2 separate regions of the Mus musculus genome follow, and region 1 is linked to region 2. A link is a contact called in public promoter capture Hi-C data. All regions are on one chromosome and are shown on one strand. The core of a region is the stretch at or near the end of the contact, and the rest is flanking DNA. Distances in the headings are between cores, read along the strand shown.

What was found. Promoter capture Hi-C pulls out the DNA fragments that hold promoters and counts their contacts.
Region 1: a contact with region 2 is called in a promoter capture Hi-C map of liver, with 7 times the contacts expected there. The contact joins the promoter of Pfkl here to the promoter of Ybey in region 2. A contact is called at or near these places in 1 of 39 promoter capture datasets (liver) and 1 of 115 datasets of contacts at active chromatin or transcription factors (embryonic stem cells).

The regions. Positions count from the first base shown.
Region 1 is chr10:78,005,797-78,013,053 of GRCm38.p6, reverse strand. Pfkl (phosphofructokinase, liver, B-type) reads left to right here and starts at 3,247. Exons shown (of 22, transcript NM_008826.5): 1 at 3,247-3,455. The coding sequence starts at 3,371.
Region 2 is chr10:76,466,255-76,473,477 of GRCm38.p6, reverse strand. Ybey (ybeY metallopeptidase) reads left to right here and starts at 4,364. Exons shown (of 5, transcript NM_172550.4): 1 at 4,364-4,704; 2 at 5,092-5,321; 3 at 7,113-7,223. The coding sequence starts at 5,112. It overlaps Mcm3ap (minichromosome maintenance complex component 3 associated protein), which reads right to left and starts at 4,576. Exons shown (of 29, transcript NM_019434.3): 1 at 4,264-4,576; 2 at 2,226-3,529; 3 at 1,829-2,055. The coding sequence starts at 3,423.

The DNA of each region.
Region 1 (7,257 bases), core at 1,998-4,497, 1.5 Mb before region 2:
TAGCAGCCCTGGCACGCGCGCCTGCTCGAGAAGGGTCTGCTGATGGTGGTTTTGAAACAGGGCCATACTGCTTCCACTCTGGACTCTCCAGGAGGCAGAATTTATCCTTTTTCCCTTGTGAGTTTACTAACTTGCTCCTGACTACTGGAAAGTTGGCTGATTGCTAACTCCCAGGAGACAGCCCACTGCCTTTTGGATAGCATAGGCTTCGCTGTGCCAACTGTAACACAGGAGGCCCAATTTCCAGTCCCCTGAACTTTGGGCTACCGGTTTTACTGAGTCGTGAGTCCGAGAGACACACAGCATATTTTGGCCCTGATTGGGCAGCAAGGGCTCCTGCTTCAGAGGGCAGAGCCTGACAGCAGGGTCGCCACTAGCATGGATAACCTGGGAATAGCCGGCAGTGTAGACCTACTTCAGATAGTGAACCCATGTTTATGTTTTGAGGACCCATCAGGCAGTTTGCTTTCTCTCCTCAGTGCCTAAGTGCTCCAAGCAGACCATTCTGGTCAGCACTTGCCATCTGTAGATGGATAGTGACCTATGGTTCTTCTAATGAGTGAGGTGGAATCACATTGTATTTTTAAGAATATAAATGAGCCAGGCGTGGTGGCACACGCCTTTAATCCCAGCACTCAGGAGGCAGAGGCAGGCTGATTTCTGAGTTCGAGGCCAGCCTGGTGTCTACAAAGTGAGCTCCAGGACAGCCAGGGCTATACGGAGAAACCCTGTCTCGAAAAAACCAAAAACAAAAATAAGACTATAAATGGGAGCCAGGAGTGGTGATACATGCCTTTGCAGAGACGGGGGATTTCTGTGAGTTCATAGGCAGCCTGGTAAACACATTGAGTTCCAGGCCAGCCAAGGCTACATGGAGACTCTGTCTCAGGAACAAACAGGGCTAGGGAGATAGATGGCTCAATAGTTAAGAGCACTGACTGCTCTTCCAGAGGTCCTGAGTTCAATTCCTAGCAACCACATGGTGGCTCACAACCATCTGTAATGAGATCTGATGCCCTCTTCTTGTGTGTCTGAAGACAGCTACAGTATGCTCATATAAATTAAATAAGTTTTTTTTTTTAAAAAGAACAAACAAACAGAATCCAGAAGGGCACACATGTATATACACATAGGTGCTAAGATGACAGGAAAATGATGATCAAAAATGTTGGTGCAGCGGCTACTTGTGAGGGCTCTATAGCCAGTATATAGCTTTTATGCTCCTTTTTTGATGTTTCTAGTCCATTGTAAGCCACATTAGACATTAGTATTTTCTTTTCTTTTCTTTTCTTTTCTTTTTTTTTTTTTTTTTTTTTTTTTTTTTTTTTGGTTTTTTGAGACAGTGTTTCTCTGTATAGCCCTTGCTGTCCTGGAACTCATTTTGTAGACCAGGCTGGCCTTGAACTCAGAAATCCGTCTGCCTCTGCCTCCTGAGTGCTGGGATTAAAAGCGTGTGCCACCATGCCCAGCTAGTATTTTCTATAAACTACTTTGAAACTTGAGTTTACAGCAAGTTTTTCTCTCCTAACCTTTTTTTTTTAAAAAAAGATTTACTTATTTATTATATGTCAGTACACTGTAGCTGTCCTCAGACACACCAGAAGAGGGCATCAGATCTCATTACGGGTGGTTGTGAGCCACTATGTGGTTGCTGGGATTTGAACTTCGGACCTTCGGAAGAGCAGTCGGGTGCTCTTACCCACTGAGCCATCTCATCAGCCCTCTTATAACCTTTTATGCAGGAGTTATAACCCCCCTACAATCCAGTAAAACATTTTTTCTTTTTTTTCTTTAGGTTTATTTATTATGTATACTGTGTGTATGGCCTGCCTGTATGTATGCCTACAGACCCGAAGAGGGCACCAGATCCCATTACAGATGATTGTGAGCTACCATGTGGTTGTCAGGACTAGAACTCAGGACTTCTGGAAAAGCAGCCAGTGCTCTTAACCTCTGAGCCATATCTCCAGCCAAAACACCTCCCCACTCCCCACCAACAAAAGCCCTGTTATGTTCTTAGAATTTGAGTTAAACGGACCGCCCCTTCCTTCTTTCCTTTATTCCTTTTATCCCTGTTCTTGGTTTCTTTGTATAGCCTTGGCTGTCCTGAAATTTGCTCTATCGACCAAACTGACCTTCAAAGATCTGCCTGTCTCTGCTTCCTGAATGCTGGGATTAAAAGCGTGTGTCACCACTGCCAGACAATAAAAATAGCTCTTAAAGAATTTAGCAAAACCAGGCAAAAATCAACAAACTGTCAGGGTCAGATGGGGTACCCTCATCTCTGCAGGACAGCCCTACCATGGCAGCCCAGATCCAGCGCTCTGGACTGTGGGTAGCTTTCCTTGAGAGTCCTGGATCTGACCATTGCTCCACCAGCTTCGAATCCCTCTAACCAATCCTGAGGGGCTGGTTCCCCACTTTGTGCTCAGGCAAAGGCCACTCGCCTGAACCAGGAGCTGTGAGAGTTGAGAGAAGCGGCAGGTTTAGCAAATCACCCTGAAGTAAAAATGCTACGCTAAGTGTTTCTCTTTCCAAATCCCCAACTACATTCAGCAGTCGCGATGGGACGAATCGTGGCTATCGTCTCAGATACAACTGCAGCTTTCCTATGTTTTCTTTTGCTCTCTTTCTCCCTTTCTCCCTTTCTTTCTTTCTCTTTTTCTTTCTCTCTTTCTTTCTTTCTTTCTTTCTTTCTCTCTCTCTTTCCTTCTTTCTTTCTTTCTTTCTTTCTTTCTTTCTTTCTTTCTTTCTTTCTTTCTTTCTCCTTTTTTTGTTTGTTTGGCTTTTTTCCTTTTCCTTTTTTTTTTTAACTTCGGCTCGAAGGAGACTGTTGCAAGCCTAAATCAACTCAAGGAGCGGCTTAGGAATTCTCACCCAAGCCACACCTGCATCCCCGGATGCTGGCCAAGTGGGATTTAAAATGCCCGTGAGACTTGGCTACAGGTTTCCTTTAACAGCGCCTGGACAGATGTAAAATCAGCTTGCTGTAGCATGAACTCCACTTGCCCAGAAACTTCAGTCAGGCTCAGGTTGTGAACTTCATTTGGTGAGGACGTTGATCCTAGCTGCTGGGTACCTGGGGAGTTCGGTGGCGGGCCTGGGGAACCAGGGTTCCGGAACCGCTGCGCAGACATTTGTAGACTGGCGTGCGCTCCGCCTTTCTTAGCGCAGCTACCTTCTCCAGCAGCCACTAGAGGGGCGACCAGGTCCCCGAGCCTGTCAGTCAAACGTTATACTGGGGGCGGAGCCGGGGCGGGGCGGGACAAACCGGGTACACAGGCAGGCGCACGGGGCGGGGACAGGCGACAGCGGCGCGGAACGCAGAGCGGCGGGAGAGGAGCTTGGGCTCCTGGTCTCCGCTGCCGCCATGGCTACCGTGGACCTGGAGAAACTGCGGATGTCGGGGGCTGGCAAGGCCATTGGAGTGCTGACCAGCGGCGGTGATGCGCAAGGTGATGGGACGCGGGGGCGTGTTTAGGGATGGATCTGGGGTTTCTGCCTGTCCTCGGAACCCTTCGGGCTTGTCCACTGCCCCTCGCCTAGGGATCTGGGGTGTACTTGGCCAGCCAATCTCCTGTGGAGCACCGTGGCTTCAGGTCCCTGTCCCCAAGCTCCGCCCCGGGTAGCTGGCGTACGTGCTGCAGGCCACGGGCCTTGGCACGCCCCGCCCTCGCGCTGCCTAGGTCCGCCCGGTTTGGGGGTGTGTCCGCGCAGCACGCAGACTTAGGGCACCGGGCTATTCCTTTCTAGGCCACACGTGTCAGGACCTCTAAGAGAAGCACAGCCGGCCAAGTTTCACAGGCCGGAATTTGAAAGGATCAGGGACCCTGTACCCTCCCCCGTGCAGCCTGTGATTCCTACCTTCTCTGTACTGGGATGGGGTGAGACTGAGGCAGGCTTGCCCACACGCCTTTGCCTGGGCTGCTTCCTGTCCCTTGGATGGAGACTTAAGTGGAGAACAGAGGGCGTGGAGCGGGGGTATTTTTTTACCGGTGTAACAGGGCAAGCACCACAGGGCTAATAGTTGAGGGTGCACAGCCTCTTCTCGGCCTGGTAAGGCTAGGGAAAAGTCTGGGCTTGGGAGGATCTGCCCTCTTCTCAGCCCCTCTCTTGGTGGCCTGGTTCCAGGCTGACTGCTGATGTGCGAAGTCTGTGGCTCTAGTTGGGTCCGGCTGAAAAGAAATACTACCCAGTTGGGGGCTGAGGAAGACACGTGGAGCTTCAAGGGGCTTGGCTTCCCTGAGCACTGCAGTTGAGCTTCGCCATTTCCTTCCAAACATTTCAGGAAATACAGACACACATGCTCCTAAGCGGGGTTCCTGACTGCCCAGCCCTTACCTAAGAGATCGGTAGGAACAACACAGGATAGATACATCTTACAAGCATGATTGCAAGTCCAGGAAGGCAGGAAAAAATGTCACTCTGACTCCCATAATGCTGGAAATCTCAAATCTCTGTTGGGTCCCCTGGGCCTGGTCTAGGCTGGCAGTCAGCATACCCTTTTTCAGGGCTGTTTCAGCTTGTACATCCCAGTGCTGTCACTGAGACTGGGCCGGGGACCTGTGGAAGAATCACCCATGGTAGTGGACCACAAGAGAGGCCCTGACTAGGCCCACATCACCCATTAGATAGGCATTTCAGTGAGGCCAGCAGAGTCCTGAGTCCCATTTGTAGGGCTCCTGCCTCTGGCAGGCATAGATAGGCTATCCACCTCAGGCTCCTGTCTGAGCAAGGGAGGCCCCAGTGTCTGAGGGATGGTAATATTGAGTGGTCTCTGCGCGAGGACTTCTGCTGCCTTCTGTGAGAGGCAGCTGCCAGGCCAGGGCCACCAGGGTGACAGACATTTGTTTTGGAGGCTGGTGGAGGAACCAGAGACAGGAGGCCCTTCCTGGTCAGGAGAGGGTAGGCAAAACCTGCTTACATTTCCATTCTGGCTTCAGGGCAAGATCTCTACAGGTTTTCCCAGAGTCCTCTTTGGGTAGGGTCAGTATCAGTGGGCAAGGGGCAGCAGCTGGTATGGGACAGAGTGGAGCCTTCTGTTGCCTGAATTCTGGAAGCGCCTGTGGGTGTGTTCCCCAGGCCCTGCTTTCTTCTGTGCCCAGTCAGCTGCTGGGCTCCTCATGCCTTCTGTGTGCTCACGGAGCCCCATCTGCATGCAGTGAACATGTGAACACCAGTCCTCATTTGAGAAGGCAACACGGGCCTAGATCCCAGTCCTGGCCTGGCTGGAGGTAACCAGCTCCTTGGCCTAACCTGTGCGCTGCCTCTGGCCTATGAAAAGGTTTCTTTTTTCCTTTGAGCCAGGCAGGAAGACCCATCCTTTTCAGACCCAAGTCTCTCCCTTCCTGTTGGCCAAGAGTCATGTTAGGGAACTGAGGAGGGCTGCTGTTCACCAAAGTCTGTTTGACTGGAGGACTTTGTTTAAAAAGAACCACAGGTAGAAAAAAAAAAAAAAGCAAAACAAAAAAACCAATTAACCAAACAACTGCAACAAACCAGCCTGGCTAATCTCAGTCACATCGAAGCCTGGTCCACTCTGGCTGTTCCTTCCCGTCTCTTCCCAGTACCTAAATTGCTCTGTGGTTCTGTCTTCCCTGAGGTCAGGGGAGACCCTGATTTCCTGTTTGTGTAGCGAGCTGCCTGCGCTGAGGGGGGGGGGGGGGCGGTTCTGGGATTGGACACAGACTTTTTAGCTGATAAGTAACACTTTGGTAGGCCCGGGATCATCTCTTGGTGTCTGTATAACACTTTGTTTTCCCAAAGGTCTCTCTCTGAGGTAATTTTTGCAACAAATGCATATCCAGCCTTTGGCTCTTCAGAGGGCAGCTATGGCTATCCGTTGACAGACCAACAGACAATGCCTGCTGCCTGCTAATGGCTCTTTGATTGGGCCTGGTCTTTGCCCTTTTCCTTTCTGAGAAGGAAAAGCAAATTGAAGTGCAGTTGAAAAGGCCTTTAGCTGGGTGCAGTGGCTCAGGCCTGTAATCCCAGTAATTGTGAGGCTGCGGCAGGAGGATTGTTATGAGTTCTGGGCTATAAAATGAATTGTGGGGACAGCGGCACACATAGAGGGTGGGAGTCCAGACCTCTGCCACAGTCTAGCATGCACAGCAGAAACGTGACATTAGCACTGAAGGCCATGCTGCCCCTTCTGGCCATCCCTTGTTCCCTGGCCTCAGTGCAGAGCAGAAAGTGTCACTGGGTGCATCAAGCTGGGGGGTGCCCCTGTCCTCCAACCCCAGACTCTTAGCCCATCAACACAGTGACTGGCACTCTACAGAGTGGTTCAACAGTAACAGGAACGCTTTGCCAAAGCAGCTTTCTTGCGGCCCTCTCGGGCTTCTGCTCTCACAGGTCCCCTCGAGGACCCTGTTCTAACAAGAAGGGCCGTCTCCATGAGAGTTGCTAGCTTGTTCTCTGCAATGCTGAGAACTGCTTGGGTTGGCACCTGTACTGTGTCTAGGGCTCAGTGTAGGCTTTGTTTTAGGATGTAACGGAGGGGTAAGCTGTACATGGCCCTGTGCTACCCTCCACCCCCACCCCCACCCCAGCCACCTTCCAGGCTGCCTGGTTAGATACCCTTGACAGCTAAGACTGGCCTTCCCAAGAGTGTGTGGCTTCCCCTCCCCTGGTTGGTCTCTGGCATCTTCAAACTCTATCTCAGCTGCTAAGGCTCCTATCCTACCTACCAGGACCTAGGCTCCCTCCTCTGGGCCTGCTGGCATGGGCTAAGGGGAAGAAGGAAGCTTGGTGGTTGCTGCAGACTGACTAAGCTCATCTCTCAGAGGGAGCCAGCAGCCTACGCCTCAGCCTTGGCTGTGGACTCTTCTTTCTAGGCCTTGGAGCTTAGCATTCTGGGTGTGTGGGATGTCCCCTGCTCCCTCCAACCTCAGCCTCAGCACTAATACTGCTTCCCATCTGCCTAGGGGACTGGAGGCATTTGTTGCTTCTGCAACAGTGACCTTTCCTGCTGTGGGTCCTGGGAAGGTGTGAGGCAGAGCAGAAGTAGAATTTCCAGTCAGGTGGGAGGACACGGGGAGGACACCCTTCAGCTAGGTACAGCCAGTGACCCTTGGTGCTCTGCTCAACTGCTTGCTGAGGTGTAGGGGGAGGGGTATGGCCAGAGAGGCAGCATGGTCTTCAAAGCCCATGCCACCTTCCTGCCCCGTACGCTAGCCTATGGCAGAGGCCTGGGACTTTGCTCTGGGTTCTACTGTCCCCATATATCATGCCTAGGCCCCATGGTTAGCACCT
Region 2 (7,223 bases), core at 3,115-5,614:
ACACACACACATCATACACACCTCCACCAAGGTGTCCTCTGACCCCCAGACATATGCCTCTGCCCCTATACCACACACACACACACACACACACACACCACAAAAATGAAAGTTATGAGAACATGCATTCTCCTTTTTAAGTTCTTATTAGTTTCCTCTTTCTGTATGAATACTTAGAAAAATAACAAAGATATAAATTTACACAAGGTGAAATCATATAGCCAATGCTACAAACCCAACAGTTTTTTCTAGGGAATAGGATCATGACTTTTTCTTCTCTGTATTGTTTGAATGTTTAGACTAACCATGAACTTAGCCAAGTAATACAAAAGCAAAAGCAGAAAATTCAAGTTTGAAAAAGTATTATGCAAGCCAGGTGGTGGTGGTGCACACCTTTAATCCCAGAACTGGGGAGGCAGAGGAAGAGGCAGAGGTAAACAGATCTCTGAGTTTGGGGCCAGCCTGGTCTACAGAGTGAGTTCCAGGTCAGCCAGGGCTACACAGAGAAACCCTGTCTCAAGAGGGAAACAAAGTACTATGTGTCTACAGTGACTCTCAGACCTTTCAGAGGAACCAGACTCCACAGGCACAGCTCGGTCCTCCCCTGCAGCACCATACTCTCCAGAGAACTCAGACCTGCACACGCCCAGGTTAGGAAAACAAACTATGTCATCCCGACCTCAAGTGAAGAAGAGATTCTTAAAAAATCATTTCAGAGCTGGGCATGGTGGCGCATGCCTTTAATCCCAGCACTCGGGAGGCAGAGGCAGGCGGATTTCTGAGTTTGAGGCCAGCCTGGTCTACAAAGTGAGTTCCAGGACAGCCAGGGCTATACAGAGAAACCCTGTCTCGAAAAAAAAAAAAAAAAATTTCAGGGGGCTGGAGAGATGGCTCAGTGGTTAAGAGCACTGACTGCTCTTCCAGAGGTCCTGAGTTCAAATCCCAGCAACCACATAGTGACTCACAATCATCTGTAATAGGATCTGACAGCCTCTTCTGGTGTGTCTGCAGACAGCAACAGTGTACTCATATACATAAAATAAATTTTTAAAAATAGTAATTTTAGCAAGCATGCCTAGGAATGGGTTTCATATGGCATTTCATACGCATGTATCATTATACCTTACTCTAATTGGTTCCCTTCCCTTACATCATGCCCCGGGCCTCTGCTGGCTATTTACCTATACCCCTACACCCCCAAGTCTCCCTTCTGTTTCCACGTCACATGTCCATTATCCTCTTTATCAACCTTCCCTTTAAAATCTCGTCGTCCTCTCAAACTCCTTCTCTATCATGATCCATACCCCACACAGTCACACAAATCTAATTCTGAACCTAGAATGAGCTATTTAAAGAGAAAAGGAAAGCTACGTGAGTGCTTTCCCTACCATCTATCAAGCAAGTGACTTATGGCTGAAAAGGGAAAAGAGTTTGCAAGTGACGACGTTGGAGCTGGAGAGATAGACAGGCAGCAGGCAGGAGCACTTGCTGCAATTCCAGACGGAGGCCTGCGTTTTATTTCCAGCACCCACATGGTTCCACCCATTGTAAAATCATCTGTTACTCTGGTTCTAGAGGATCTGATGCCCTCTTCCGACCTCTATGGGCATCAGACATGCAAGTGATGCAGAGACAAACATGCCAGCAAAACACTGATACACAAAAATTAAAAATAATTTTTTAAAAAATGTATTTTTCAAGTGACCAAGTTGAGGACTGAGAACACAGGCTCAGAGGGGCGGAGCTTGCATCTCCTGCTCAGAGCCCTGGGTGTGATTCTTTGCAATGCAGAAAAAGCGACAGGCAGCAGGTTCTCGGGAGTACTCACGTGGTCGAAAAAATGAATCACGGCGAGCTTCTTGCTGCGTCTGGTGAAGACCCGCTGGACTTTAGCGATTTTGCTGAAGTGTTTCTCCAGGATGGCTCTGTCGTTGAGGTAGTCGGGGATGTTCTTGCACTGGATGGCTGTGAGCTCTAAAGAAGACACGCCCCCGAGGCTGTAGATCCACTCTTCCCTTCGCTTACTCTGGCGCACAGACTTTCCCCTGAGAGAATCTGGAATTTAGAGAGCAGACAAGTAAGTCTGTCAGGGACAACACTTCCAGGCAAAAGGAGCCACCACGGGATAAAAGCCAAGATCGTGGGACTTAAAATCAAGTGACCACAAGGGACCTCACAAGAGCTCGGCAGCACACTTTTGTGGCACACACATGTTTAGGACTCACCTTCTTTCTCATCTCTACTTTCTTCTTCCTCTTTAGTCACAGCTGGAAGGCGGGAAGGTACCATGGTGGACTGACTCCCTCCTGGGACGGCCGCGTGGTCACTTTCCCCAGGTTCCGCAAAGCCACTCTCCTTGGATTCCTTGCTGCCCAGGCGGCCTGCCTCTTTATTGCTTTTGAAGACCTCCTGTATTGTCCGGCCAAACAAAGTACCTCCCCGGGGTCTGTTGAGGCGGACTGGCCGTTTATCTGGGGGATGGTCGCCCCTGGACAGGGGATCAGGGTCTTCTGCTGCCTCGTGGCAATGTCTCCTCGGGGAGCGATCCTGGTCCTCTTTCCTCTTTAATCCCTTCATGAGGGTGGGAAGTGGCTCCACCTGGGAGATGGCTTCCTCACATCCTTGGCGGAGGCTTGGTTTGTTAGCTGGGAAGGGCTCCCCCAAAGATCCTGGTGACGCTGTGGGGAAAGTACTGAAGCTACTGTTTGAGCTTCCAAACGCTGACGTAGAAACCCTCTTCTCTTCTTCTACATTTTGGTTAGACAAAGGAGAGGCAAAGGCAGGAGTATTACTAGTAACTGGTTTCGAAAAGATAAAACTTGAGCTAGTCACCGAACTATTTGTCACCTGTGGGAAAGAAAAAGGGGTCAGGCCTCCAGACCCGCTACCAACGGGATGGGAAAATGTAAAAAATCCAGAAGAAATCTGGCTCTGGGTTTTTTCTGGCTCTGACTCAGGCCCCGGTATCGGTTTGAAGACTGCATTTTCCAGAGGTTTAAACTTGAATTCCGTCTTCCGAAAGCCAGAACCTGCTACTTCTCCGGTTTCTGGCCCAAAAGTAGCGCCACTTGGGAAAACCCCAACACTAGAGGTTGACTTAAAGCTGAATGCCGTATTGCCGGGCACAGAGGAACTCGAAGTAGCTGCGAAAGAAGGTGTGGATTCGAGACTAGAGAAGAGTCCCACACTTGAGGTTTGGGTGAGTCCAAATGCTGGCAAGGAGGAAGAATGGCTTCCTCCAGAGGGTGTTGCAAAGCTTGGTACTTGTGAAAACGCCAGGCTCTTGCTGGGTGTGCTGTTCTGTCCAAAAAGGGAAGGCTGGCCAAATCGAAATGGTGATTTAGTCTGATATGTTCCCGTGGTGCTGGAAGATACCGCAAAAGCACTGGGCTGCTGCCCTCCGAAGGGGTTCACCGGGTGCATCTTCAAGCCAATTATCTGAAGGCAATAAATATGGACTATACACAAGTAGCTCTCCTCTTTAAATTATCTGTTGCCAGGGGAAGCTCTCCTTCATCCTCAGGATGACCTGGAAAAAAAAAAAAAGGTTAGGACATCACAGCATATTTTGCTCCAACTCTTAAATCACAGAAATTCTAAGACAATTATTTAAAAGGCAAGGGCACAACGGGCCGCCGACCACTCACAGATCAACAGGTTTTGGACACAGGGTATTAGAAATGGATTATGGTGTAAGGGAGGTTTAAAGATTTTTTTTTCTTTTTCTTTTCATTAAAGACAAGGTCTCGTAAAACGGGCTTGGTGGCGCATGCCTTTAATCCCAGCACTCGGGAGGCAGAGGCAGGCAGATTTCTGAGTTCAAGGCCAGCCTGGTCTACAAAGTGAGTTCCAGGCCAGCCAGGGCTATACAGAGAAACCCTGTCTCGAAAAACCAAAAAAAAAAAAAAAAAAAAAAGACAAGGTCTCGCTTAGCCCAGGCTTGCCTCAAGCTTACTACAATCAAGCACAACCTTAAGTTCCTTTCTTCTGCCTCGGTCTCCCTTCTGCTGGGACCACAGGTGTGCTCCAGCAGGCTTAGGTGAAGCCTGATCCGTTATGATTAAAATAAAAATGCAAAGCATTTTATTCAATTGATACCTTCTCGGGGAAAAAACAAGCAAACAAACAAACAAACAAAACCTCAGTAATAAGACGGGAACACATCACTTATCAGATTCTTGCGATCTCCAAGGCAAAATAAATAAATAAATAAATAAAAACACAAAAACCGTAATTTAAAATGTTACTGCTTTGGGTTCCTACCATCTCATTTTTCTCCCGGTAACTCGAACTTGCGATGCCCTGGTCTAGAAATAATAGCTTTTTATCCCCGATGCTTAACACTCCGGAAGCCGGCCGCTAGGTTAACAGACGCCTTCGAGCGAAGACTAGTGAAGGCCTTCAGCAACTCGGCAAAGACACAAGGGACAGCGGAGGCCGCGGAGGGAGGAGCAAGTCCGCCAGATACGGCCACTGTCGCCAGCGCTTGTGCTCGCCCACAGTCTGCGTGCAGCCTCTACCGGGCCCACCGCACCGCAACAAACCGGCCACTGGAGCGGGCTCTTGGGTGTGCGCTACGGACATCAAATTTGTAGGACCAACTTCCGGTCCTCCGCATCCGGCTTCCGCTCTCTGGGGTGTGCTGCTGCTGATCTTCCGGCAGGCGGCCCGCCAGACCCCCGACCTTCTTCACGGTCGGATTCGGTAAGTGCACGGCGATCCCGCATTGTGCGGCGTGGAAGCCCCTCGTTCGTGCGTGGATCCTCCAGCCTGAGTGCCCGAGAGACGCTGGACCCACAGCGACCCCATTTGCTCACCCACACTCATCCTCACCTGGTCCTGCACCATTGCAACCGCCCCAAACCACTTGCCTTATTCTGCACGTTGTGCCCAGTCTACCCTGTTTATTAGTTTCCTAGGGTAAATAAAGGTGATTTCCCTTAGCATTGCCACCAGATAAATCCCATCAAATAAAGTTTTATTGTGAGCGCGTGTGTGTTTTTACATAACTTATCACTCTCTAGTAGTTACGGGTCTTTTCTCGAACTTTAACCACAGGTTCCTTCCAACCATTTTTTTTTTTTTTTAAAGGGCTGGGTGTTCTTCCCGAAATGAGTTTGGTGATTAAAAATCTGCAGCGGGTGGTCCCCATCAGAAGAGTGCCACTTCGCAGGAAGATGGATTTAGTCAGGAGTATCTTAGGAGTGAAGAAATTTGACCTGGGGATCATCTGTGTTGACAACAAGACTATTCAGAACATTAATAGGATCTACAGGAATAAAAATGTCCCAACTGACGTGCTTTCTTTCTCATTTCATGAGGTAAATATGTATACCTCATATTTAAAATAAATATATATGTATGTATATATGTTCTTCTCGTACAGCTTACCTTCCTTCCAGAATAGTTCCTGTTAATTACATTACAGATCTGGTTATCTTTGATTTTGAAGTTTTCTGGAAATGCACTGAAGTCTAGCCTGGTGTGACTGTGCATGCCTTTAATCCCATCTATCCAAGAGGCAGAGGCAGTCGAATCTTTGTGAGTTCAAAGCCACCTTTGGTCTGCCTGGTTAGTTTAAGGCCAGACAAAAGCCACATAAGAAGCCCCTTTCTCAGCCGGGTGGCAGTGGTGGCACACACCTTTAGTCCTAATGCTTGGGAGGCAGAGAAAAGCAGATCTCTGAATTCAAGTCCACCCTGGTGTTACAGAGTGATTAACAGGACAGCCAGGGCTACAAAGAGAAACTCGGTCCAAAAAAAAATCCTCTCTATCTCAAAAACAAGCAAATAAAAAACAGAAATGAAGCAATATGACATAGACCCATTAAGTATGTCTAGCCCTAAACATCACAATTCCTCTATGCAGGGACCACTCTCACTAACTCAGTGCCCTCAGGAAATTCAAATAAGAGTGTCTGCAGTTTTAAGTGTACCTCAGTAGTAAATGCTTGGACAGAAAAGTAAAAACTGGTAAGCATTATCAACAGATTCCCTTGCGATAGATAGCTACAAGGAACCACATTGTCTAAATAGCTTCCCCCATTGTTAGCAGAAGAAATGGGAATACTCCTTTTGGGGAATGAATTGGTAGTAAATGGTGCTTCAAAGGATAGAAAAGAGAAGGAAAGAGCCAAGGATGCAGGCTTAACCCTGGAAAGTTAAGCCTTGTGATTGTGGCATAAAATAAGGTCAGGCACCCGTGCAGAGTGGGCATGGTGGTCAGGCAGAGACAGGACAGGACTCGAGGTGTGCGTTGGGAGAGGCTGGATGCAGTAGAATCAGTGTCGCCTGCTTCTAACTGCAGACAGGATTGGGCTATAGCCCGCACAAGATGGGTAGAACAGAGCCCAGCAGAGGGGACTGAAGGTCTACAGCATGTCTGAAGAGGCCACAGCTAATGAAGGATTTGTTTCTGTATATATATATATAGTGGATTATAGCATACACACGTTTCTTCCCCTGTCAAAGCAAAGTTCTTTCTGCTTTTCTCTTTTTTTTTTTCCACCCTTTGGTTTTTCGAGACAGGGTTTCTCTGTGTAGCTCTGGCTGTCCTGGAATTCACTTTGTAGACCAGGCTGGCCTCGAACTCAGAAATCCACCTGCCTCTGCCTCCCAAGTGCTGGGATTAAAGGCGTGCGCCACCACGCCCGGCTTATATGTAAGTACACTGTAGCTGTCTTCAGACACTCCAGAAGAGGGAGTCAGATCTCGTTACCGATGGTTGTGAGCCACCATGTGGTTGCTGGGATTTGAACTCCGGACCTTCAGAAGAGCAGTCAGTGTTCTTACCCACTGAGCCACTCTCCAGCCTGTTTCCCTTAACAGGAAAAAATGGCAGGCACACAAGTGGGGAAAGAGTGTGATTGTGTCCATATGCCAATTCAATGATATTGAATGTGACTTTGAGAGGGGTTGGGGGGGTGAGTAGATAATTTGATAAAAACAGCACGTGAGGGTCACTGTGTGATAACTGCATTCCACCCCCTCAGACTCTTTGATGGTCCTTAGCCTTCATTATGCAGCTTGAGCATCCTGTGGTTAAGAGTCCCGTGCCCTCTGCTAAACAAGTGAGCCAGGTCCTTGTAACCTGGTGATGTTTCTCCTTTTCAGAATCTGAAAGCTGGCGAATTTCCTCAGCCACACTCACCGGATGATTATAATCTGGGAGACATTTTCCTAGGGGTGGAGTACATTCTTCAGCATTGCAGAGAAAGTGAGGAT